Linked DNA regions of Mus musculus: regions 2, 3, 4, 5 and 6 are each linked to region 1. Evidence: chromatin contacts called from public promoter capture Hi-C data. All regions are on one chromosome and are shown on one strand. Each heading gives the region's core, a stretch centred on a gene start, on an enhancer-like site or on the middle of the called end of the contact. The rest is flanking DNA. Distances are from core to core; before and after follow the strand shown.

Region 1 (3,826 bases), core at 634-3,133:
TTTTTTAAATAAACTTTTAAAACATGATTTTTTTTTCATTGTATGCGCATTGGTGTTTTGCCTGCATGTATGAAGGTGTCATATCTCCTGGCAATGGATTACAGCCCACCTTAACTAGCTCTTTAAAGACTATTTCCACATACGGCTGGCTGCATTGTGAGGAAGGGGTTAGGCCTTCATGATATGGATCTAGGACGGGAGAGACCCGATAGCCATAATTAGGGAGGACTGATGGGGACTGCTCATGAGTACACACTTCTGAAGATAGCGGCAATCCAGCACCACTGTGACAGTGTGCTGCAGTGTTTGGTATTAGAGCTCACTGTTAGAGATGCTGTCAAACCAGCTGGCATTGGAATTGGGGGATTTTTCTTATTTATCATGTCCGTGTGTAATGCACACACTCATACGGGAGTCAGAGGACAACTTATGGAAGTCTGTTCGTCCGGTTACGTGACTCCCAGGGATGAAACTCGGGTTGTTATGTTTGGCAGCAAATGCTGTTACACCATCTCACCAGCCCCTGGGATTGAGACACTTCGTGAATCTTCAAGGACCAAATTGTGGCCTCTGGTCATCATTTTGTCAAGGGGTAGGTAGTATCATCTCTTCTCACTAACACACTGTTTCCTTCACACTAGACACTGTTCTAAGTCCTTGTCAATCAGCAGCTCCTCTAGTTCTGTGGGAATCCTGTGAACTAGGTGCTGTTAACCTTTCTTCTCCAGGGCCAGCAATGTGCCCAAATTCTCTATGCTCACACAGCTAATACAGAAATACAGCAAGCAGGGCCAGGCTGGTGCCCATTGCTGTGCTGTGCTGTGCTGTGCTGTGCTGTGCTGTGCTGTGCTGTGTGAGAGCCACACACCACTATGAGAGTTTAACTATCCTTGCCTCGAAGAGGAGGAAGCAGGCTCAGAGAGCTACATGATTTGCTTAAGGGAGTTAGGAGGAAACCAGGCCTCCCATCAACTGGCTAATTGTTAGGAACAGTGTGGACATGTGCCCAGGTAAGTGTCTATGTGATGGGTAAAATGAGAAAATAAAATGGGGGAGGAACTGGGAAGAAAAGAGGTGAAGCTGGGCTGTGATGGTGCACACCTTTAATCCCAGCACTCAGGAGGCTGAGACAGGTAGATCTCTCAGTTTGAGGCCATCCTGGTGTAGAGTGAGTTCCAGAACAGCCAGAGCTATGCAGAGAAACCCTGTCTTGGGGGGAATGGGGTGGAATGTTCCATTAGCCAGGTACAATGGCTCACTCCTTTGGTCCCAGCTCTTGGGAGGCAGTCAGGCAGATATCTGAGTTTGAGGCTACCCTGGCTTACAAAGCAAGTTCCATGACAGCCAGGGTACACAGAGAAATCTTGTCTCAAAGCAGAAAGACAGAGACAGAGACAGAGAGACAGAGAGAGGGAGAGAGGGAGAGACAGAGGGAGGCGGAGAGAGAGAGAGAGAGAGAGAGAGAGAGAGAGAGAGAGAGAGAGAGAGAGGAAAAAGGAAAAGAAAACAAAACAAAAGAAAAAGAACCAAGAATCAGCAGCAAGGCGAACATTCAACTCCTCTCCCTGATGCCAAGTGTCCTGCCTGCTGCTTTCCTGCTGTCAAAACCTCTGGCCTAAGGCTTGCCTGCATCCTGGCAGACAGCCTTTGACAAGGCTTCCAAAGAGCATAACCTGCCAGGGGCACCAAGGCCAGTGTCAGAAGTGTCAAAGGGGACACCAAACAGGTTCTCCGGTGGTGCAGTGCCTATATCCCTGGGACAGCCACCTTTCAGCTTGGAGTGGGTGCAGCAGGAACCCTCGTGACCTTGCTGCTGACATTCCTCAGAAACCACGTGGCTCCAACTGGCAGGGACAGCTGCAGACAGGGGCTGAACCAGCCTTGTTCCCAGGGTGGCGCCCGTTGTCCATCCAGGCCCTGCTTAGCTTTTTGCCTGGTGTGCTCCCCCCACCCCCACTCCCCAGAGATCAGCCGACACCGTGGGTCCAACACCATGAGGGTCTAAAGACACCTAGCCAGCCACGGTCTTTCCGAGTGGCCAGGCTGTGGGAAGATGGGGCAGGACCAGACAAAGCAACAGATTGAAAAAGGACTGCAGCTGTACCAGTCCAACCAGACAGAGAAGGCACTGCAGGTGTGGATGAAGGTGCTGGAGAAGGGCTCTGACCTCGTGGGCCGCTTCCGGGTACTGGGCTGCTTGGTAACAGCTCACTCGGAGATGGGCCGCTACAAAGAGATGCTGAAGGTACACATTACCCTTCCAGGGTGCTGTGGGAGGGCCCAGGTGCTGTGAGAAGATTGGGAACAGGACTGGGTGGCTTCCAACTCCCAGACACCCTTGTATCTTCCTGAGTGAGAACCTCTGGGTCTCATAGGCTAGTGTCTGGTCTGAAGTTTTGAATATGCATGGGAGATCCTGAGTCTTAGTTGGCTGGGTATCGTCAGAGTCAGGCCTGTGGCCTTTGACCTCGGTGTCAATGATGTTCACAGGCATCCAGGGATCTTAAGCCCAGACCTCCAAGTCTAGATTTTAGTCTGCTGCTTGCTGCCTGGAGGAACAGGCTCCAAGTTTGAGGGTCAGGCTGGTCAGTGGTAGACTCCAGATCTGAGGCTGGGAGTGAAAGTGTATGTCTACCCTGAGCTTTGGTTAGAACTTCTCTGCTATGACTGGAGCCTGGGAGGATGGATCTGAGGTTGTTGAAACTCTTGAGTCTGAGCTTCAGGGTCTGCCATTCTCTCTGGCTGTGGCAGCCAGGGAATGCAGCCTTGCTGAGTGTTGTCTACCTGTTCCCCCCGGGGTCAGTTTGCCGTGGTCCAGATTGATACTGCTCGGGGACTGGAGGATGCTGACTTCCTGCTCGAAAGCTACCTGAACCTGGCGCGCAGCAATGAGAAGCTATGTGAGTTCCACAAAACCATCTCCTACTGCAAGACCTGCCTCGGCCTGCCTGGCACCAGGGCTGGTGCCCAGCTTGGGGGTCAGGTCAGCCTGAGCATGGGCAATGCTTTCCTGGGCCTCAGCCTCTTCCAGAAGGCCCTGGAGAGCTTTGAGAAGGCCCTGCGCTATGCCCACAACAACGATGACACCATGCTGGAGTGCCGTGTCTGCTGCAGCCTGGGCAGTTTCTACGCCCAGGTCAAGGTGGGCCTGGTTCCTTTGTGGGGGATGAGGGAAATGATAATGGGGGATTTGAGGCTCCCTGAGAACCTCGTGTGTGGGGGGCGGGGGGAGCGGGGGTGTTCATACTGTTTATATATGATAAATATTATTTGACTTTCTCTGGCCAAAAGTTCTTTTGAGACAATGCCATCAACCTTAGCCAATTGGAGAACAGAATTATCTGACCCACCCATCCTGCAAATGGGCCCCCCAGGTGGCATGGGTTTTAAACTGGCCAATGAACCTGCCTCACTCACCTGGATGGGATGCATGGTTCTCGGTGCCAGTGATGAGGTTGGTCAGGGAGCTTCTGCAGCACGGACAGGTCCACAAACTCTGGCATCCATGAACTCACCGGTGGGATTTGTAGAGGCTGGACCTGCTTCCTCCAGGTCCAGCACACGAAAGCCCTGAGGGCCTCTTAGGAACCTCATCCTTCTCTGGTCACTGCCCGCAGCCCTCCTTTTAGAAATGGGTTCAGTGAGTGAGAAACTCCAGGTAAGGCAGGGCCCGGAGTCACACCTCCATCTCTCAGATGAACTGGAAGACAGGGAAGCCCTTGTACAAGAACAAGTTGTTTTTCTGTCTAGTCTTGGGCAAGTACCTACTTCTCTGGACTTTAAGATATCTGTGTATAAATGAGGAAGAACAGGACTCATAACAGTG
Region 2 (3,826 bases), core at 678-3,177, 250 kb before region 1:
GTAATAGATATTTAAGATTATAATCACAATAGTTAACCAAAGATAATAGTTTGAATTTTATTCTAGTATATTCCTATGCAGTTCAATTTTTTTTACTTGTATTACAGTGTATTAGATTTTATTTATCATGCGCTGTTGGGATGCCCATTTTGTACATAAAATTGTTTTGTAATTTGCATAGAGTAAATTTCTACAAATAAAGATTATCAAATAGCTGTTAAAGCTTTTGTCTTGATTAGCAGTTTTCCATGCTGGTAGGAATTGCTGGAGAGCAGCAGCAGCCTCCTCAGTGTCCCTATGCATGAGTCGGGTGGGCCAGCTTTTGGGTGGTCTCACTCACTTGCCACCTTTGCTTATAACTAGTTTTGCTAACTAGTGTTTTGGTGTAGAAGATTTTTTTCCCCATTATATCTAGAAGGTAGAGAATAAAGATCTGATAACAGTGCAGAGCAGTTGGGAGGAGGGCGTTCTCTCTAGAGTACTAATCTGGCCTGTCCCAGCTTAATTGAGGGATTGTGGGCCCAGCTTTTATGAGTCAATTACTCTTTAACTTTTTGTTAAAGATTTCTTTACATATATGGATGTTTTGTCTGCATATACATCTATCTACACCAGAAGAGGGATCCCATAGGACTATAGTTGTGAGGCACCAGGTGGATGCTAGGATTTGAATTCAGGAAGTGCAGCCAGTGCTCTTTGCCTCTGAGTCATCTCTTCAGCTCTGAGGTTTGCCCTTAAAATAGCACATCTTTACTTTTAGACAATAGGGTCATTTAGTCGATGGAGACTCACACAAGTCCTTGAACAAGTCTCAAGTAACAGTGGGGCTCAGCTCTGAAAGCTCTTCCAGATGATCCAAATTTGGTTTCCAGCGTCCACAAGACCACATCGGGTCTCCCACTCTAGGGAGACCTCTGACCTCAGTGGGCGGGCACCTGCACTCACAACAAGCACACGGATTAAAACAATGTTTAAAAATCAAGGCTGGGGGGCTGGTGAGATGGCTCAGTGGGTAAGAGCACCCGACTGCTCTTCCGAAGGTCCAGAGTTCAAATCCCAGCAACCACATGGTGGCTCACAACCATCCGTAACGAGATCTGACTCCCTCTTCTGGAGTGTCTGACTTACATATAATAATAAATAAATCTTTAAAAAAAAAAAAACAAGGCTGGCTAGATAGTCTAGAAGGTTTGTGTTTGCCTGGCACTTGAAACTCATGCAAAGGCAGAAGGGAAGAACTGACTCCATAAAGTGTACACATGTTCCCCTGCTCATCCTGCACATGCAAACAAGAGTGAAGGGGAGGCGGCTGGTGAGGTTGTTCAGGGGCTAAAAGCACTTGCTCTTTGAGCAGCACCCACTTAGCAATTCAAACAGCTCACAACTGCAGGTAACTAGCTCCCTAGGGATCTGAAACCTAGCCTCCAGGTGAACACACACACACACACACACACACACATTTTTTTAAAAAGGAATAATTACTATTTTAAACCAAATCAAGACAAGGCAGGGATGGGGGAAGGACATTTTACGTTTGTCAAAGGGAGAAGAAATGAAGTAAACTAGAATGAACCTGATTCCTTCTCTCTAGGACTGACCTCGTGTTCTCCTAGTGTATCTGCTCTTTTTAAATAACTCTTGGCTGCTTGCTACATACAGTTCTAACCCTCACCAGCCCCCAAAGGAATAGAAGCTTCAGGCCCTTGAACAAAGTAAATTACCTTTACAACTACCGAAAGTAGAAATATGAAGGCCCTCGGCACTGTTCTACTCATCAGTCCCCAGACTGTGTCTGTAAAGTTTGAGATGAAATTTGAATCAGTAAACCGTTGGAATGTGAAACGCAAGTTGCCTGACATCCCAAGGCTCGCAGCTTACAGATGAGGGCGGGGTCCTGCCCTCCTTCCGCTTCTGGCTCCCGGTTGCTAGGCTCCCAGGGTCCTCGCAGAAAACTCCAGCAGGTGAGCTGAGGGACTGGGCCTGCGAAGGAGCGCCCTAGCTGGCAGGGGACAAGCAGGGGATCCCAGGCAGGAAGGGAGTGAGAGGACAGGAAGTGCAGGGGGGCGAGGAGAGTGCCGGGGGGGGGGGGCGGAATGGGGAGAGGGGGGCAGAGGGCGAGGAGGGCAGGGGGCAAGGAGCTTTGGGACGGACAGGACTCCAGGCTGGCCTCTGCAGAAAGAGTGAGAGTGGAGAGATGGAGAAGCTCCTGCAGCGTCCACCCGGCCTGGGGACCAGCTGCGGGGAAGGGGTAGCCAGGCAGCGCGGTGTCACCCCGCGGGCTCCGGTGGAAACTTCTGCTCTGTCCTTCCTTGGGCTTGCCTCTGGGCAGTCCACACTCCGAGGCAGGGCGCTCAGAACTGAACGTTTCCAGGGCTCTCGCTTCCGACCCCTGACCTTTCCTTTTCAACTGCTCTGAGGCGACTCTGCGCGTGCCCCCAACCCGGTTCCTTTCCCTTTTCTGCGGCGTCCTGGTGTTGGGCATCTGTTCTCAGCGTAAACTAAGCATGGGGCCAATGAGGCTCCTGGTGAATCTAGTGGACCAGGCGTGGGGACACGCAGAGCGCCCCAGCTCCTCAGGTGTGTGCTGGCAACCACCATCCTCTCCTTTCGTAAGACGCCGGCTTGGCAAGAGTTTAACCCCCGAGTGGTTGTGGGTGTGAAAGGGCAGGGTCTGCAGATTTGGTGTTATTTGTTGGCGGTGGTGGTTGGTTAGGTTTCTTTTCACTTTTCCTACGGGGATTTGTAACTTCTGTGTAATCAGCTGTTTGGAAATCAGGCAGATATTGCAGCTGGGTACGGTGCTACTAACTCGCCTACATCATACTATGCGGCAGTAACATGTTCCCGGCGTTGGAAACAGAACTAAAGCCGGAGGTTGGTACACTCTTTTTCCGATAACTTCGCAGAAACCCAATCCAAGGTCAGAAGGTTCACTGTGGTGGCATGCTGGTCCAGCTGGAGGTATATTTGGGGCGGCGGAAGGATGGGCTTTTTAGCCCCGGTTGGCATGGAACTCACTCTGTTGCCCGGACTACCCTTGAACTTGAGTTCTCCTCCTACCTCTGCTTCCCTGGTGCTGGGAGTACTAGTGTTTGCCACCAGACCTGTTGGAGATTATGATTCCCAAAATAGAATAATTCACTATTTGCCTGGCGTTTGCTTGTTTTGTTCCCGTATCCTATGCAGCGTGTTTGGTGCTTTTGGTTAAGAAGTCAGTGTCATCTGAATGAATGTCCTGCTTGAGATGGCTTTTCTTTCACAGACTCTTCCTGATCCCTATGAGGACTTTATTCACCATCACCTCCAGTATTATGGATATTTCAAAGGTAACACTTCCTTCTCTCCAGCATCCACGGGTTGAACTGTTGTATTTACTGAAAGAACTGTTTGGATGAGACTGGGACGCTGTTTCTAGATGATTAGTTAAAAAGTGCTTCCTACTCCCAATTGAACGGAACCACCTCTGTCAAGGTGCACTTACTATATGCAAAAGCACAAATGTCTCTTCTAGGCTCTTTAGTTTATTGGCCTGTTTTTCTACTGATGCACTAGTAAATTAGCAGCTCTGAATTGCTCCACGACACTAAAGAAGATTCCTTTTTACCACTATGTAGTCCGACTGCTAAGGAACTCACTCTCCTGTCTTAGCCTCTTGCACCGTTCCGTGCAGCTGTGATAGTCTTCATCTCTGGACACTTGTTTCCTATCACCTTGTTCTTCAAAAGCGTCTCACCTTTTCCTGAGTCTTTGTTTCTCTCTCTTCTTTTTTCTCTTTTGATTCTGGACATAGAACTTCTGTTCAATTCAGTGCAAGCACTCTGCTAAG
Region 3 (3,826 bases), core at 637-3,136, 230 kb after region 1:
AAAAGGATGACAAGGTTTGCGATGAAGTCAGTGAAGGTGGGCCAAAATCTCTCCACAGGAATGGTCGTTAGACACACAGAGAGCCATCAGCCGCAAGGAGAAGGGTGGCCGGAGCCCAGATGAGGTTACTCTGACCAGCATTGTACCGACAAGAGATGGCACCGCACCCCCACCCCAGTCCCCATCGTCCCCGGGGTGAGAGCCGGGATCCTGAACAAAACCAAGACCGGGCTCTATGGCTTGCTTGTTACCACTTCTTCCTGCTTTCCTATCACATCAGTGCCCGACGGCCATCTTGGGAGAGTTAATTTCACCGAGGTTTAGATTTGCTCCATGGTCCGGTGTCTCTCGAAGTTTGGCTGTATAACAGTCCTGTGCACAGAGATAGACCTGTATCCACAGTAGTGAGTGGCAGCAGGATGGCTGTTCACTTGGCTCCTCCCTGCCCGCCGCCAAGCAGCCAAGCCCTTTGTCTTGAGTACTGGATACAGTGGGTCTTGTGCCCTGAGTTGTGCCCCTTGTGTTCCCCTCTCTAGTAGCGGGCAGGACGAGGACTGGTCAGATGAGGAGAGTCCCCGGAAAGTTGCCACTGGGGTGAGGGTACGGGCGCTTTATGACTATGCTGGCCAGGAGGCTGATGAGCTGAGCTTCCGAGCAGGTATGCTGGGCCCTTTCATGGTCCTTCCCACTTCAGCCCCCGTCCTACTTGCTAGAGCAGGGCTGTAGACGAAGAAAGCCAGGGACTCCATCCTCACAGGCTGCTCAGGGTCCAGCTGCAGCCTGACAGTTGCCTCCCTGGGGTCTAAGGTTGGGTGGCTTTTCCTGGCTGTGTCCTATCCTGGTCTGAGTTGGGTATCCTCCAGTTTGTCGGCCCTTGTGCTATTCCATCCCCCAGTCCATGACCTAGTTTTGAGACCAGTAAAGCCAGTGCTTTGGGCAATGACTGTTTTGTCTTTCTTCAGGGGAAGAGTTGCTGAAGATGAGCGAGGAGGATGAGCAGGGCTGGTGCCAGGGCCAGCTGCAGAGTGGCCGCATTGGTCTGTACCCTGCCAATTACGTAGAATGTGTGGGCGCCTGAGTGCCCTGACAGCCCTACCAAGGCGTCTCTCTGACCTGGGCCAGAGCTTAACCCTTCCTGGACTGCTGGACCTGAAGGCCCTGAACCATGTGCTGCTGCTGTCTCTCTTTTCCCACAGGAGGAAGTCTCAGGGCCCATGAAGGGCAGGGGTCTGTGTCTAGAGTTGGAGGTTGGAATGATGGAGGGTCGAGAGGTGCCCGAGCCTCCTCGGGAACATTTGGGTCATCCCAGAGTGGGAGGATCCAGCTCCTAAACTGTTTAGGAGTTCCTGGGGTGAGGTTGGGGAGAATGTAGTTTGAGGCTGGCAGCACCTTCTTTTGTGACTTGTAGTGTGCATTAAATTTGATTAAGAATAAAAACCCCATCAAGTGTTGTGAGCGTCTTTTGATAGCCTACTCTTGCTGGTGGGAGGCACGGGGTCGGCCCGTGGGCGTGCCATGTGTTATGGAACTGGGATTGGGCAGGCAGTTGCCTCCTGGTATCTGCCCCGGAATTTCAGGAGTGCAATCTGGACTGGAAGGGACTTGGTGATCAAGGTTGTTGTGTGCTGGCCTCTGCTCTAGGCCAGTTGCTGGATTGTGAGCTGAGCTGGAGCCCTGCCAATGCCTTCCGGATGGGGCTATGAGCACTTGGGAGATTGTTAATCATTACTCGTCCATCACAGAGTCTGTTACCATGGCTCTCTGCCTGACGCCTACAGCCAGTGGTCGAGCGGTACGTAGGGTACCCGGGTCCAGCAGGAACTCGTGAGGAAGTTTGGGCCAGTCCACGAGCCGTCGCCCGCTCGGGCTGCGGATTGGCCAGGCGCAGCGCGGCGTTCACTCTCAGGCCCGTGGTGGAGCTCCCGGCTGCTAACGTCATGTTTCAGCCCCGCCCGACGTTCATTGGCCCAGATCTGGTCGAATCACTCCACTCGTAGGCGGGTCGGGGCCCTGTCGTGACCGGCGCGGTGAGCCTGCCTTCGCCGCCGAGGATTGGCCCGCGCCGGGACCTGTCGGTCGCGGTTGTGTCTGGGAAGGAGAGAAAATGGCGGCGAGCCCGAGCAAGACCGAAATCCAGACTATTTTTAAGAGACTTCGCGCAATTCCCACCAACAAGGTGCTTGAGCGGGCGGGGTACGGGTCCTGACGCCGGCGGAGAAGACGTCTCTTGTCCCCTGGGGTCTGAGGGAGGGCGAGGACGGAGGTTGGAGGCTTTCTTGTGGTTTCTAGCGCCGGGCCTCGACTCTGGGCCCTAACCGTTCGCTTGTCGTCTTTTCCACTTAGGCCTGTTTCGATTGTGGCGCCAAGAGTCCTAGTTGGGCCAGCATCACTTACGGTGTATTTTTGTGTATTGACTGCTCCGGAGTGCATCGCTCCTTGGGTGTCCATCTCAGCTTTATCAGGTAGGTTCTGTGTGAGGGTGCTGTGCCTCCACGGGGGCTGTGTGCGTGGTCAGCGACGGGGAGAGGGCGCCTGGACTTGGACCTTCCTGAATTTGATGTTTGGATTTCTCCTGGCGGGAGTTCTGGTAGCCTACAGCGGGGGCTTGCGGGCGGAGGGCGGCGGGGGGTTCCACCTCTGTAGACTTCTCTCTTCACAGTTAACATGGTACTCAGCATCAGTTTGGGGGAGAGCTTAGATGCATTGACCTTGTTATTGCAGAAAGATTGGCCCAGTAGGTCTCCAGTGCGACTTTGACCAAACTTTAAGAAGAGCCAAACCCGTGCCTGCATTTCTCAGAAGTCGACCTCCTTTCGGATCTCCTTTTCAGAAATAATTAGTACCCTTTGGATTAGGCGAAGCGCAATGATTTCAAATACAGGGGAGAGAGGAGGAAATGGGACAGTGACTGATGGTTCCTGGACACCCACAGAAGCCTGAGGCCGAATGACAGGTTTAGTCTTGATAGGGAAGGTGACACTCAGCCCTTGTACACAGGTCCACAGAGTTGGATTCGAACTGGAGCTGGTTGCAGCTGAGGTGTATGCAGGTCGGCGGGAATGCCAATGCGGTAACGTTCCTTTACCTTCTTCCACCCCCATCCTTCTGCCTGGGTATTTAACTTTTCCTTGATTTCTCAAAGTGAGTTTGGTTTCTCTGTTCCGAGAGTTTGCAGCTCTGGAACATGCCACACACTTTTCTAAATTCAGAAAAATTTAAACAGCTTCTTTCAAAGAGGCTTAATGAAATACAAACTGGGGGGGGGGGCTTGGGGGACTTTTGGGATAGCATTTGAAATGTAAATGAAGAAAATACCTAATTAAAAGAAAAAAAAAAGGAAATACAAACTGAACTAGACAGGTGCTCTCTGGCAGTAGCAGTGTCTCCATAGTCATTGGGGTTTTGTGGGCTCCTGGAGGGAGGATAGCTGAACAGAGAAGTACATACATTCTTCAGTCCCCTAGACCTTGTTCCCTGCTCTTACGGGGAGGGGCTGGCATGGTGGTTTTTGGGTTTTTTGAGGAATTTTGGAGGAGGTCAATTAGTGAGTGAAGGTGTTTATTGAGGGAGGCTGGTAACCTGAGTTCATTCAGTTGAGGGAACCCACATAAGGTGGAAGGAGAGAACCAACTCCATGGACTTGGCCTTTGACCTCTGCACACATGCTGGGGTGCACATGGAATAAATACAAATAAAAGGTTTTGTTGTTCTGTCTTGTTTTGAGAAGAAATCTTGGAAGACGTTTACCTCTTTGAAAACCTGCTGATGTCAGTAGTGTGTCATCCTGAATAAATAATAGCCCAATTGTTTAGTAATGTGTCTCCTA
Region 4 (3,826 bases), core at 563-3,062, 200 kb after region 1:
TGTTGTTGTTGTTTTTGGTTGTTTGTTTGTTTTTATTTTTCAAGATAGGGTTTCTCTGTGTAGCCCTGGCTGTCCTGGAACTCACTTTGTAGACCAGGCTGGCCTCGAACTCAGAAATTCGCCTGCCTCTGCCTCCCGAGTGCTGGGATTAAAGGCGTGTGCCACCACGCCCGTTTGTTTTTTTTTTTTTTTTTTTTTTTTGAGGGACAATCTTAAAGATCACAAAATAACATCAGGGCTGGTGAGATGGCTCAGCTGTGGTTAAGAGCACTAACTGCTCTTCCAGAGGTCCTGAGTTCAATTTCCAGCAACTACATGGTGGCTCACAACCATCGGAAATGGGATCCGATGCCCTCTTCTGGTGTATCTGAAGACAGCTACAGTGGACTCATACATTAAATAAAATAAATCTTAAAAAAATAAAATAAGAGCTATCCAAATACAGTGGTGTATAACTGTAATCCTAGCACTCAGAAGCTGCAGCATACTTGGATTGGAGGCCAGCCTGGGCTATAGAGCAAGACTCTGTATTTAAAGAAATACTAAATAATGTCATGAGCAACCATTACTTGAGTGGAAACCAGAAGAATGCAGTAAGGTTTAGAAAAGTTCCAAATTGATTAGGTGGCTTCAAGGAAGAGAGGTAAATCAGAGTATAATAAAAATAAGCCGGGAATGGTGGCACACGCCTTTATTCCCAGCACTTGGGAGACAGAGGCAGGCGGATTTCTGAGTTCTGAGGACAGCCAGGGCTACACAGAAAAACCCTGTCTCGAAAAACTAAATAAATAAATAAATAAATAAACAAACAAACAAATAAATAAAACAACTCTGAATTACCAAGCCCTTCTGGTGGACCCAATCTATAAGTCCTTTTTTTCTCTTGACAACTTTCCTTTCTTTTCATGGCTAAAACCACTCTTATCAATTTATCACATTCCTTATAGCCCCAGGTTCAAGTCCTGGTAAACCTCTGAGAATGCGCTTTCTGAAGAAAGGAGGGAGGGAATTTCAGACTCTCAGAGCTAACATAACCGAGAGGCTATGAAAGGGAGGATTACTTTGAAACAGTAGATGTGTAAAACTTCTGGAACAAGGAAAGTGGGGACTGTGGCTTTTACGGTGATGGCACTCATCTGACTCTTTCTGTCACCTGGGGTAGAGGTGGGGGGGCTGTTCAACTTAAAACTCTCTGCTGTCAATGAACTGGCCAATAAAACCAGTCGGCAGCGTGTGGCTCAGTGGCAGCCCACTTGCTGAGAGAACTGGAGGCCTGGGTTCGAACCCTCGATCTCCCAAATAAAATCACAGCCTGAGGCGACAGAAGCCAAGAACTGCTTCAGAAGCCCAGGCACAAGCACCCACCACCCCAGCTTCAGCCTCTGGCGCGAGCACCCTGAACCCCCGGAAAGCTAAGGCAGCAGCACAGGCCGTACCGGGACCCTGCACACGCAGCTTCTTGGCTTCGGGCTCCAGCTCCTGAGGACCTCTGCGACTTTTGCTCCTGAGGAGCACCGCAACGTCGGGGGACTTCTGGGTTTCTGGGCATTTCTTGGGAGCCATGACGTACTCGGTGAAGAGATATCAAGCTCTGTGGCAAAATAACGAAGCAAGGAGTGGAAAAGCCTCCGTGGAGAAAACAGGAAGGGACTACGTATGAGGCAGCGCCGTCGCAGGTAGCGCAGCTAAGACACCTTCGCGCCAAACGCTCCTCCGGGCTGCTTTACTTTTAGCCCCGCCCCGTCCCCTCAGGGCTGTCCCGCCCCTTGGAACTGCCCCGCCCCCTCGGGATTGCCACAGTAGGGGGCTGTCTTGCCCCCGGAACTGCCCCGGACTGCCCCAACCCCTCGGGCACGGCCCGCCCCCGGCCGCTCCTCCTCTTCCGGAGTAACGTGTGCAGCTCACAGGGAGGGTTTTTTATTTTAACTCCCTAGGAGCTGGGCCTTGGCTTGTGCTGGATCTGAAGAAAGCCGATTATTTGAACCTGAGGAGGGAGCGCTGGCCGTAAACCCTGCATGCTGGAGGCGGAGCCAGGCGGCGTTTCAGGCCAGCCTGGTGTACACGTTCCAGCAATCCGGTGACCTACGCAGAGAAACCCTGTCTCGAAGAACAACAAAGAGAGAGAGAGAGAGACAGAGACAGATAAAAGTAGGTAGTTTATGTCTTAAAAAGAGCAAAGATTCAAGTGTGGCTAAATATTTCTCATTTCCCCCATTAATAATAGGTGTCTCTAGGGCTGGAGAGATGGCTCAGTGGTTAAGAGCACTGACTGCTCTTCCAGAGGTCCTGAGTTCAATTCCCAGCAACCACAAGGTGGCTCACAACCATCTGTATTGGGATCTGATGCCCTCTTCTGGTGTTTCTGAAATGACAGTGTATTAAATAAATAAATCTTAAAAAAAAAAAAAAAGTGCCTCTGATTACCCAATCACAGCCTTAGCATTTGATTCTTTCCTCTCGCTTTACAGATGAATGTATTTTACCTCATACTATAGAAAAGAGCTGTATCTATGGTGGCAGGCTCTGTGTAATTCCCAACACTGAGGAGGCTGAGGCATGAAGAGTTTGCCTGGACTACACTGATATCTTGTAAGGATCAGATAAGAGTGAGAAAATCTGGGGCTGGAGCGATGGCTCAGCGGTTAAGAGCACTGACTGCTTTTCCAAAGGTCCTGAGTTCACATCTCAGCAACGACATGGTGGCTCACAACCATCTGTAATGAGATCTGACTCCCTCTTCTGGAGTGTCTGAAGACAGCTACAGTGTAATTATTTATAATAATAAATAAATCTTTAAAAAAGAAAAAGAGTGAGAAAATCTGGCATGCTATTGCACAGCAAGGTGACAGCAGACAATGGGTTTGCTGTATATTTTCTAAAGGTAGAAAGGTTTTGAATGTTTTCACCACAAACGATATCTGAGAAGATGTGCCTAACCCAATTTAAAGAATACAATATGTGTGTGTCAAAAGTAATGTATTCCTTATGAAGATGATACTTACATAAACATATGTAAAATTTATATGTTTTAATGTAGTTTAATTTTATTTTAAATTAAAATGATGCTCTAGAAGAAAATAAAAAGCTGAACCCAGCACCAATAATGGGGATGTCCTAAGATGTGCTTAAATTAAGAATTGTAGCTTAGTGGCTGGAGAGATGGTTTAATGGCTAAGAGAGCTTGCTGCTTTTTCAGAGGACCTGAATTCTGTTCCCAGTACCCAGGCAGGTGGCTCACAAATACCTATATGTAACTCCAGCTCCAGAAGACCAGACACCCTTTTCTGGACTCTGCAGGCAGATGCAGCCATATATACACATAAGCACATAAAGAAACATGTATACACATAAGTAAAAAAAAAAAAATTACAAGCTGGTCAGTGGTGGAATATGCCTTTAATTCCAGCACTTAGGAGGCAGAAGTAGGTCTAGTCTGCAGCGCTAGTTCCAGGACAGCAAAGGCTACAGAGAAACACTGTCTGGAAAACCTAAATAAGTAAATAAATAGCCAAGGCTGCAGAGAAACCCTGGGAAAACAAAACAAAGAAATAAGTAAACCCAGCAGTGGTGGCGCATGCCTTTAATCTCAGCACTTGGGAGGCAGAGGCAGGCGGATTTCTGAGTTCAAGGCCAGCCTGGTCTACAGAGTGAGTTCCAGGACAGCCAGGGCTACACAGAGAAACCCTGTCTCGAAAAACAAACAAACAAAACAACAACAACAACAACAAAAAAGAATCCTAAAAAAGTTGTAAGATATTAACTAGGAAGATTATGAGGGAAAATAAATCACTTGAGTTTGTATAGGTCCACTTCGGGGTTTTGTTAG
Region 5 (3,826 bases), core at 462-2,961, 190 kb before region 1:
CCACACTGAACTCTTATCAGGGATTGTCATTCATATCACATCTTTACAAATGGCCCGTTTGAACTGTGCTCTTCCTTTACTTATAATTCCGACTCCAGTTCTCTGTCCCATAACGTCATGGGTAGCTTTTGCCATGAACCATTAGGAATGTGGTGGGACATCCTCAGGTGCCCAACCCTTCAGCCCCGCGACATTCTGAGCCTCTCATTGCTCACAGGCAAATAGAATTTTTTTTCCTTCACCACCCATGCACAAATACCCTTCTTAATGGTCTTGCTGTTTCTAAGTCATGTTGAGAACTGTGTTTAATTAAGAGCAACATGTAATTTTTTTAGAATAAAAAGCTACCATTTACTATTGCATTTTTGTTGTGTATGCCAGGCTAGGTCCATATTGCTTTGAGATAATGTTTTGAAGTGGATATTATTATACTTATTTGCTTAAAAGTTTTGAAGAGTTGGGATGACCTATATAAGGTCACACTGTAACTGGCAGAGGTAGACTTTGGATGAGGCCCATTGGACTTCAAAGCCCGTGTGCCTGACCTACAAACTGCCTCCCAATATCAGCTAGTTCTGGGCTGAATAGAAGGCCATATTAGGACTAACTTCTGTATTTCAGCCAATTTCTCAAAAACTCCATATATACAGTTTCACTTAATGTTCATAAAAATACACTGAGTTAGTTGCATTGTCCTTATATTTAGATACAAACACTAAAAAATTTAAAAAGGAAAGTGACACATGGATCCAAAAGGAAAGCCAGATTCCAAACTCGGTTCCTTGTTCATTCTCAGCAGTACACACTAAGTGCTTGCACTAAGTGGTGTCTGCTACAGAACAAAGGGGCCAGAGCTGGAGCAATGCCTTTTCTTCATTTTGCCTCTAACAGCCTGGGTAGCCCGATTGGCACTGAGCTTTAATAAATCTTGAGCACTGGTACATGCCAGGCACTGGGGGAAAATAGTGTACAAAGGCCATCTCGGTTCCTGAACCCAGAGTTGACACTCTCAACTGTCAAAGACAATTTCCCAGTGACAGGTGTCACAAGGCAACGGGTAGGAAATACGGATAAAATGGATTTCGAGTAGTCAGAGAAGACATGAAAAAAAAATTTTTTTTTTTGGTCAGTATGTCACCATGTAACCCTGGTTTACCGGGTATCCAGTTTGTAAACCAGATTAGCCTTGAACTCACATATCCACATTCCTCTGCCTCCCAAGTGCTGGATTAAGGGTCTGTGCCGCCACATCTGACCCCGAGGGGGCACATTTTGTTGTAGTTGCTTTTTCTTTCCAGTACTGAGGACTGAAAGCAAGGATGTCGGGAAGTGCTCTACCACTGAGCTAATGGTAAACGCAAAATCAGGGACCTGCAGAATTCACTGTTAAGCCAGACAGGATCTGTTGTTCATTAGACATGACAACTCTAACGGAAAACAACCATCAAACTTTACGTCGTCAAAGCCTGAAAGAGGATAGGAGTATAACTCAGTTCTTCCAGTTGTTAGTCCGCTGACCTTGCCTTTGCCGTCAGGGTCACCCCACCACCACCCCATCATTACCATTCCCTCCCTACTCCTTCCGGACACTTCCGGCTTGCGCAGGCGCAAGAGAAATCGCCTTTCCTAGAGGCGCGAGGAGCCCACGCCCAGACGCATGCGCGTCCCTCCCACAAGCCCCGCCCCAGGCGGCCCCTCGCGAGCGCCTGCCGTTTCTTTGGGCGGGCCGGTGGGCGGAGCCTAAGCGGGCGGCGCGCCGCGGGCGGGCCAGTGAAGCCGGCGCCCCCGACACGTGATCTGGAACCGGCTGTGTCGCTTGGTGACTCCGTCTGTCCGTCCGTCCGCGGGTGCCATCATGGCGGACGCGGCCAGTCAGGTGCTCCTGGGCTCCGGTCTCACCATCCTGTCCCAGCCGCTCATGTACGTGAAAGTGCTCATCCAGGTATGAGTCGTCGCCCTTTCCTTCCCCGCCCGCGTCCTGTCAGGTCGCCACCGCCCTCTGCGCCTTTGGGTTGGCTCTGCGTCCCAGGCCTTCACCCTCTCGAGATGCTGCCCTTCTCTCCCCTCAGGAACAACTTCCACGGCCTCGCGCCCCTCTCGGAGACATCCCGAGGCTCGCCCCGGGCAGGCCGGCTCCCTTTCTGCAGCCAACTGCCACCCTTGCCTTCCCTGGCCGGTGACTCTTCTCAACTTTGTTTTTCCTTTCCCTGATCCTGGCCGGTTGCCACCGAGGGCTTCCCAACCCTTTTCTTGTCGCCCCTCTGATACTGGCGTTCACCTCACCTCGTTCACTCCTCCTCAGCGAAATATCTCAAACTCGAGACGTGAAATAACTCATCTATGGGCAAATTTAAAATTCTAGGAAAGCCAACATCTTATTGTTCTTACTCGGTTTTTCTATTTGCTGTTTCTACTTCTATTCCCGTTCAGAGATTTTAACACCAGATACCCGGATATACACAAGGAGCGCATTGAGAAGTGATAATGAAATCAGATTTCCTGAGGATCCATTGAGCGCTTTCACAGTAACCCATGTGGTTCATGACAATGAAAATCACGTTGGTTAGAGCTGGAAATCAGTTCTGTTTAAACACTTTAGCGAGTTTAAATGTAACATCAAACCCCGGATGTCTCTCTTGCCTCCCTTGCCAATCTGCTATAAAATATTTCTAAAGTGGTCATTTATATTCATGGGTAAGGAGGCCTACTTTTAGCTGGTGATAGTATTTTCAATTGCTCTTCTAACTTTCCCTGTGCTGATCAGGGCCATTTTTAAGCATTTATTGAGGATTGCCATACCTCATGCATTGTGTGTCCTGGAAGGAAGCAGGCTTTAGAATCCCTGTCCTCAATGTTTACCATTCTGAAAAGAGAAAAAAAAAAAAGCAAGACTCTAGAATGGACTTCATTTTTAAATTGTTCTTCATACAAATTGTTGCTAAGTTGACTAATATAAGTGTAGATGTTGAAGCGCAGAGTGAAATCTGTGTCTAGAACAGAATTGACAGTATTTCGCAGTACACGTATGAACTCACTACTCAATAGTTCTCAAAGAACAGTGATTTTAGTGACATTCAGTGTTTTTGCCTCAACAATCCAATATCCTAAATTCTGATTTCACAATACCTCGTGCGTTGCCAAGTATCTCAGGAGGTTGATGAAATTCCCAAATACTACTTTAAAGCTGCACTTTCAGTGAGTTCAGAGAGGGGGTTTTAACTCAGAAGGAAGAATTGCAACAGTAGAGCCCAAACTGCCCTGTATTTTTTTTTTTAATCTCAAGTATCCCTTTGGCACTATAATCACTGAATATATTGTACAAATAAAATGGCAATCATTAATTTTTATGGCTCTGTATATTGCTAATGAGTCTGTACATTTAACGTGGACCTAAGTTGTAATTATTTTTGTAAGTGAATTACCCAGCTGTATGCATTTGCCTTTGTTGTCTAGTTATCCATGTAGGTAGGCATTTGACGATGGCTCAGTGAATATTTTATTTTGTTCAAATATGAAAAATATTGTAAAAAATATGTCAGCTTTATCGGTAAACTAGGCTTTCCTGACACAATGGTTTGTTTCCTTGTTCTGTTTTCAGTTTAATAATCTAGTCACATGGTTTACTCTATAGACTCAACTCAAAGGGAAAGTTGGAGTTTATTGAACCCAGTCTTAATCTATCCAGCAGAACAAAAGGCTGATAAGGATGATACTTCATCAATGACTTAAAAAAACTAAACTGCATTTTTATTTGTAAAAATTATGGGGCTGAGGAGGTAGCTTGCTGGCACTGAGCATAAGGATGGACATTGGGTCCATTTCAGCA
Region 6 (3,826 bases), core at 550-3,049, 170 kb after region 1:
GTGATTTATAGGAAACCTGTGATTTAAACAGTTAAGAAATAGCCAGGCAAGGTGGTGCATGCCTTTAATCCCAACACCCAGCCTGGTCCACAGAGTTCCAAGACAGCCAGAGCTACACAGAGCAACCCTGTCTCAAAAATCAAAATAATAAGAGAGAAAAGAGAAAAGAAAATTAAGAACTGAGGCTGAGGGGCTGGTGAAATGGCTCAGTGGGTAAGAGCACTGACTGCTCTTCCGAAGGTCTTGAGTTCAAATCCCAGCAATCACATGGTGGCTCACAACCACCCATAATGAGATCTGACGCCCTCTTCTGGTGTGTCTGAAGACAGCTACAGTGTACTTATAATAATAAGTAAATCTAAAAGAAAGAAAAAAAAAAAAAGAACTGAGGCTGCAGGCTAAGCAGCTAGAAGTATTGGCAACTCCTTCAGAGGAGGGCTCAGGTTCTATTCCCAGCACCCACACAGCTGCTTAAAGTCTACAGGGGATCCTATGCTGCCTTTTTGCCTCCAAGGACACTGTATATACATGGTTCACAGATATACATGCAAGCAAAACACCCATACATAGAAAATATTTTGTTTCATCATTGTTTTTTCCAGACAGTATTTCTCCATGTATCGCTGGCTGTCCTGGAACTTGCTCTATAGACCAGGCTGGCCTACATACAACTCAGACATCTACCCCCCTCTCCAAGTGCTGGAAGTAAAGGCATGCACCACATAGATTTGTTTGTTTTTAAGTTTAAAACTATTTAGTTTTGAAGCCTTCTTATTCTCCCCAAGTCTTTCTCAAGGTGACATCGAAAGTAAAGTTTAGGCAGTAAGGTACATAATTTTATTTGGAGTCCTGGGACAGTATCAATTCTGATCAGATTTGCATTAAAGCATATCAAGGGCCCAAGATCTCATCTGCAACTGTGTGTCACTCTAAGGTTTGGAATCACAACATCCAGACACCCAACTGGCTGCCTGCCTCCAAATCCTAAAGGCTAATGTCTGGAGGAACTCTGATTCTGTGGCAATTCCAGTTATATGCCTGCATCAAAACTGATGTAGTTTTCTGAGATTCCTCCCATAAGAATTCAATGTAGTGGGTTTGGGAAATCGGAACATCCTATGCAATCCAACTCCTCCTCAAACATGACGTTTGAGTCTAATTTAATTTAGAAATCGGTAAGCACAAGAAAAGAGCTGAAAAAAACTGGGGAGTACGAAGGTTTGTTCAGGACATGAATGGCAGACTAGACTGGATCTACCTCAAGGACACAGGGAGTCCAAAGGGCTGGTTACATGCAGTACCCTACATCTCAAACAAGCCCGCTTATCGGAACAGTGTCTAAGCCAAGGCTTACACTAAACTACACACCCAAGAGCAGAAAGTTAGGCTCTGTACTTCCCCACACCTTGCCCCAGTTTTGCACCAGCCGAGGCTCTGGGATCATTTTCAGAAGCATTCCTCAAAGCAGGCACTCGCTCTCCAGGCCCAGACCCCAACCAGGGCAAGCACCAGCTTTGTAGAAGAAGGGGTAAGCCTGACCTAGCGCCTCTACAAAAGCGAGGTGTTTAAGCCTTTTCTGCCCGGAAGGTCGCGCAACAGTCCCACCCTCGTTCATCACCGCCAATCGCAAACCTTCTCCATTTGCATTCCCTCCCAAATTCCGCCTTCTCCCACCAGACTTTCTCATTCCCGGTCTCCCGCAACCCAAAGAAAGATGGCGAAGGCTGCACTTCCGGCAAGTGTCCTTACGAATGCATCCGGGCGGCTGCAGCAGGTACCGCCCAAGGCGTTCCGGCCTCTTGCTACACAGCCTACAACAGTGATGGCCGGCAGACAGACTGGTTGGAGCCAGGCGGCTCTTCTCCAGTTCCTTCTTGGCATGTGCCTAACGGTGATGCCACCCATACAGGCCCGGAGTCTACGCTTTGTTACCTTGGTAATGGGTGACGGAGTCACCAACGGGTTCGCCAAAGCTGAAAGGGCAAAGGCCGGCTGGTAGAGGGAGGGGCAGAGCTTGTGTTCTGGGGCCGGGGTCTCACTTCTCAAGGAGGAGAAAGAACCGGTTTAGGAAACCGCTGGCCCATAGTGGGTTGTGCGGCTGGATTAAGAATTGATTTGGAGCCCTAGGCTATTTTTTTTTTTTTTTTTTTTAGGGCAGGACGACCGAGTAGGAGATATTCTTCCCTAGGATGGGAATTTAGTTAAAAGGTTGAAAGTCACCCATAAAGACGACTTTGATCTTTGTTTTCCCAGTCCCATTGCCCACTTCCTCCCCCAGAAGGCGTTGCTTTCACTACTCTTCTACCTGTGCTTTGGGGCTTTACCTATTATCTCAGGTTACATTGCATCGCCCGAACTGGGGTCTTTTTTCATCGCTCAGTAGAGAAAGATGGAGTGAAATTTCCTTTCCTGGCATGTGCAGAGGTGGGTCCTGTCCTTAACTAGAAGACCCTTCTGATTCTATAGACACACCATTTTCTTTGCTCAGCTGTATCGACATGGAGATCGGTCACCAGTGAAGACATATCCCAAGGACCCCTATCAGGAAGAGAAATGGCCCCAGGGATTTGGTCAGCTAACCAAGGTGGGTCAAAAGCCAACCTGCAAGGTCTCGGGATATGCTACGGAATGAATCACATCTGGAGCACAGAAACTGGGGCTCCTTAAACTACTAGCTTCCCACATGGGTTCTGATGGACCAGATGTCTATTTTGTTGTTTTGTTTTTGTGGTTTTGGAAATTAAACCCAGAACCTTGTCTATGCTAAGCACAGTGAGCTACATCTCTGGCTATGACCAGATTTCTTAACAACTCTGTGCAGGGGACAGTATCATTACAACTGGCCACTTCTGGAATCAAATTCACCTCTTGCCAAGGGAAGAATGCCTAAATGCCATACATAGGACTTGTGGCTAATCCCCTCTCTTTGGACTTTTTTTTTTTTTTTCCCCAGGGGTTGGGGATTTGGGGGAGGTTTAAGACAGGGTTTCCTTGTGTAACAGAGCCCTGGCTGTTCTGGACTCACTTTGTAGACCAGGCTGGCCTTGAACTCAGAGAGTGACTGCTGGGATTAAAGGCCACCATGCCCAGCTCCTCTTTGGACTTTAACTCTCAGGTTTGCCCACAGGAAGGGATGCTACAGCACTGGGAGCTGGGCCAGGCCCTGCGGCAACGCTACCATGGCTTTCTGAACACCTCTTACCACAGGCAAGAGGTAAGGTTGGGAGTTTGATTGGCAAAAGGACTGGGATCTTTGGATTATATTCTGACTGCAGAGAATCTAAGGATGAGCCTGGGCAGTCAAGGTTCCCTCTTGAACTTTTGGTCCCTGGACAAGACATCTAAGAGCTGTCTAGAATACGGCTCTGGAGTCTGAAGTGTCTCTGCTTGTCTGGGAAAAGACAAAACTGACCAGGGGTCCAACTTAGACATGAGGAAGGGTCTGATAAAGTACTTTCTGACTCTGAAACAATAAATAGGCATTTTGTCCAAGACATTTATTGTCACCTGAGGGCCAAGCACTGTGGTAATGTTTTTCCTATGATGGTATACCATAGAGTTATGATCTCTATAATAGAGCTTATATTAGAGCAGTCTAATAAGCTGAACAGAGCCAAGCTAAATCGGGGGAGGGGCAGTGAAGACTGGCAAATGTGCTAGCTCCTGAGGTTCTCTGCTTACCCCAGTGGAGATAGCTGTTCCATGGTTACTGCTTGCAGCCACAGTTGTCTCAATCCTCTAGATTACTGTTCCCTAAAGACCTAGCTCTACCCTGAGCTTGCCCTTCGCTTCCCTATTTTCTTCCTCCCTTTTCACAAGTCACCTC

Evidence for each region. Capture Hi-C pulls out chosen DNA fragments and counts their contacts.
Region 2: a contact with region 1 is called in a promoter capture Hi-C map of adipose tissue. The contact joins the promoter of Agbl2 here to the promoter of Rapsn in region 1. A contact is called at or near these places in 5 of 39 promoter capture datasets (the 3T3-L1 cell line, hippocampal neurons, liver and 1 more) and 3 of 9 other capture datasets (adipose tissue, liver and pancreatic islet).
Region 3: a promoter capture Hi-C map of liver shows a contact between it and region 1. The contact joins the promoter of Arfgap2 here to the promoter of Rapsn in region 1. A contact is called at or near these places in 16 of 39 promoter capture datasets (the 3T3-L1 cell line, the C10 cell line, the HPC-7 cell line and 10 more), 7 of 484 Hi-C or Micro-C datasets (CD4 T cells, LSK cells, cortical glia and 2 more), 12 of 115 datasets of contacts at active chromatin or transcription factors (the SCID.adh cell line, bone marrow-derived macrophages, effector CD8 T cells and 6 more) and 5 of 9 other capture datasets (adipose tissue, embryonic stem cells, liver and 2 more).
Region 4: a contact with region 1 is called in a promoter capture Hi-C map of liver. The contact joins the promoter of Ddb2 here to the promoter of Rapsn in region 1. A contact is called at or near these places in 13 of 39 promoter capture datasets (the 3T3-L1 cell line, 3T3-L1-derived adipocytes, the C10 cell line and 8 more), 1 of 15 datasets of contacts at CTCF or cohesin (pro-B cells), 4 of 484 Hi-C or Micro-C datasets (bone marrow-derived macrophages and embryonic stem cells), 6 of 115 datasets of contacts at active chromatin or transcription factors (the 230-238 cell line, bone marrow-derived macrophages, embryonic stem cells and 1 more) and 4 of 9 other capture datasets (adipose tissue, liver, macrophages and 1 more).
Region 5: a promoter capture Hi-C map of adipose tissue shows a contact between it and region 1. The contact joins the promoter of Mtch2 here to the promoter of Rapsn in region 1. A contact is called at or near these places in 14 of 39 promoter capture datasets (the C10 cell line, the HPC-7 cell line, cranial neural crest and 9 more), 5 of 484 Hi-C or Micro-C datasets (bone marrow-derived DN3 thymocytes, brown adipocytes, pre-B cells and 2 more), 20 of 115 datasets of contacts at active chromatin or transcription factors (the 230-238 cell line, the HPC-7 cell line, the SCID.adh cell line and 14 more) and 3 of 9 other capture datasets (adipose tissue, liver and pancreatic islet).
Region 6: a contact with region 1 is called in a promoter capture Hi-C map of liver. The contact joins the promoter of Acp2 here to the promoter of Rapsn in region 1. A contact is called at or near these places in 20 of 39 promoter capture datasets (the 3T3-L1 cell line, 3T3-L1-derived adipocytes, the C10 cell line and 15 more), 2 of 15 datasets of contacts at CTCF or cohesin (embryonic stem cells and large pre-B cells), 24 of 484 Hi-C or Micro-C datasets (B cells, CD4 T cells, CD8 T cells and 12 more), 20 of 115 datasets of contacts at active chromatin or transcription factors (the 230-238 cell line, the SCID.adh cell line, bone marrow-derived dendritic cells and 8 more) and 4 of 9 other capture datasets (adipose tissue, liver, macrophages and 1 more).

Annotation. Positions count from the first base shown.
Region 1 is chr2:91,033,744-91,037,569 of GRCm38.p6, forward strand. Rapsn (receptor-associated protein of the synapse) reads left to right here and starts at 1,884. Exons shown (of 8, transcript NM_009023.3): 1 at 1,884-2,245; 2 at 2,804-3,142. The coding sequence starts at 2,054. It also overlaps Gm13778.
Region 2 is chr2:90,780,800-90,784,625 of GRCm38.p6, forward strand. It overlaps Agbl2 (ATP/GTP binding protein-like 2), which reads left to right and starts at 1,928. Exons shown (of 18, transcript NM_178755.4): 1 at 1,928-1,961; 2 at 2,777-2,874; 3 at 3,187-3,326. The coding sequence starts at 3,227. Fnbp4 (formin binding protein 4) reads left to right here. Exons shown (of 17, transcript NM_018828.3): 17 at 1-222.
Region 3 is chr2:91,263,229-91,267,054 of GRCm38.p6, forward strand. Arfgap2 (ADP-ribosylation factor GTPase activating protein 2) reads left to right here and starts at 1,887. Exons shown (of 16, transcript NM_023854.2): 1 at 1,887-2,176; 2 at 2,344-2,462; 3 at 2,998-3,070. The coding sequence starts at 2,105. It overlaps Pacsin3 (protein kinase C and casein kinase substrate in neurons 3), which reads left to right. Exons shown (of 11, transcript NM_001289678.1): 9 at 59-195; 10 at 537-658; 11 at 963-1,452. The coding sequence ends at 1,078.
Region 4 is chr2:91,235,254-91,239,079 of GRCm38.p6, forward strand. It overlaps Ddb2 (damage specific DNA binding protein 2), which reads right to left and starts at 1,813. Exons shown (of 10, transcript NM_028119.5): 1 at 1,437-1,813. The coding sequence starts at 1,563. It overlaps A330069E16Rik (RIKEN cDNA A330069E16 gene), which reads left to right and starts at 1,893. Exons shown (of 2, transcript NR_015464.1): 1 at 1,893-2,148; 2 at 2,469-3,104.
Region 5 is chr2:90,845,444-90,849,269 of GRCm38.p6, forward strand. Mtch2 (mitochondrial carrier 2) reads left to right here and starts at 1,712. Exons shown (of 13, transcript NM_019758.3): 1 at 1,712-1,942. The coding sequence starts at 1,856.
Region 6 is chr2:91,201,113-91,204,938 of GRCm38.p6, forward strand. Acp2 (acid phosphatase 2, lysosomal) reads left to right here and starts at 1,800. Exons shown (of 11, transcript NM_007387.2): 1 at 1,800-1,936; 2 at 2,489-2,584; 3 at 3,128-3,214. The coding sequence starts at 1,823. It also overlaps a transcript of Nr1h3 not described here.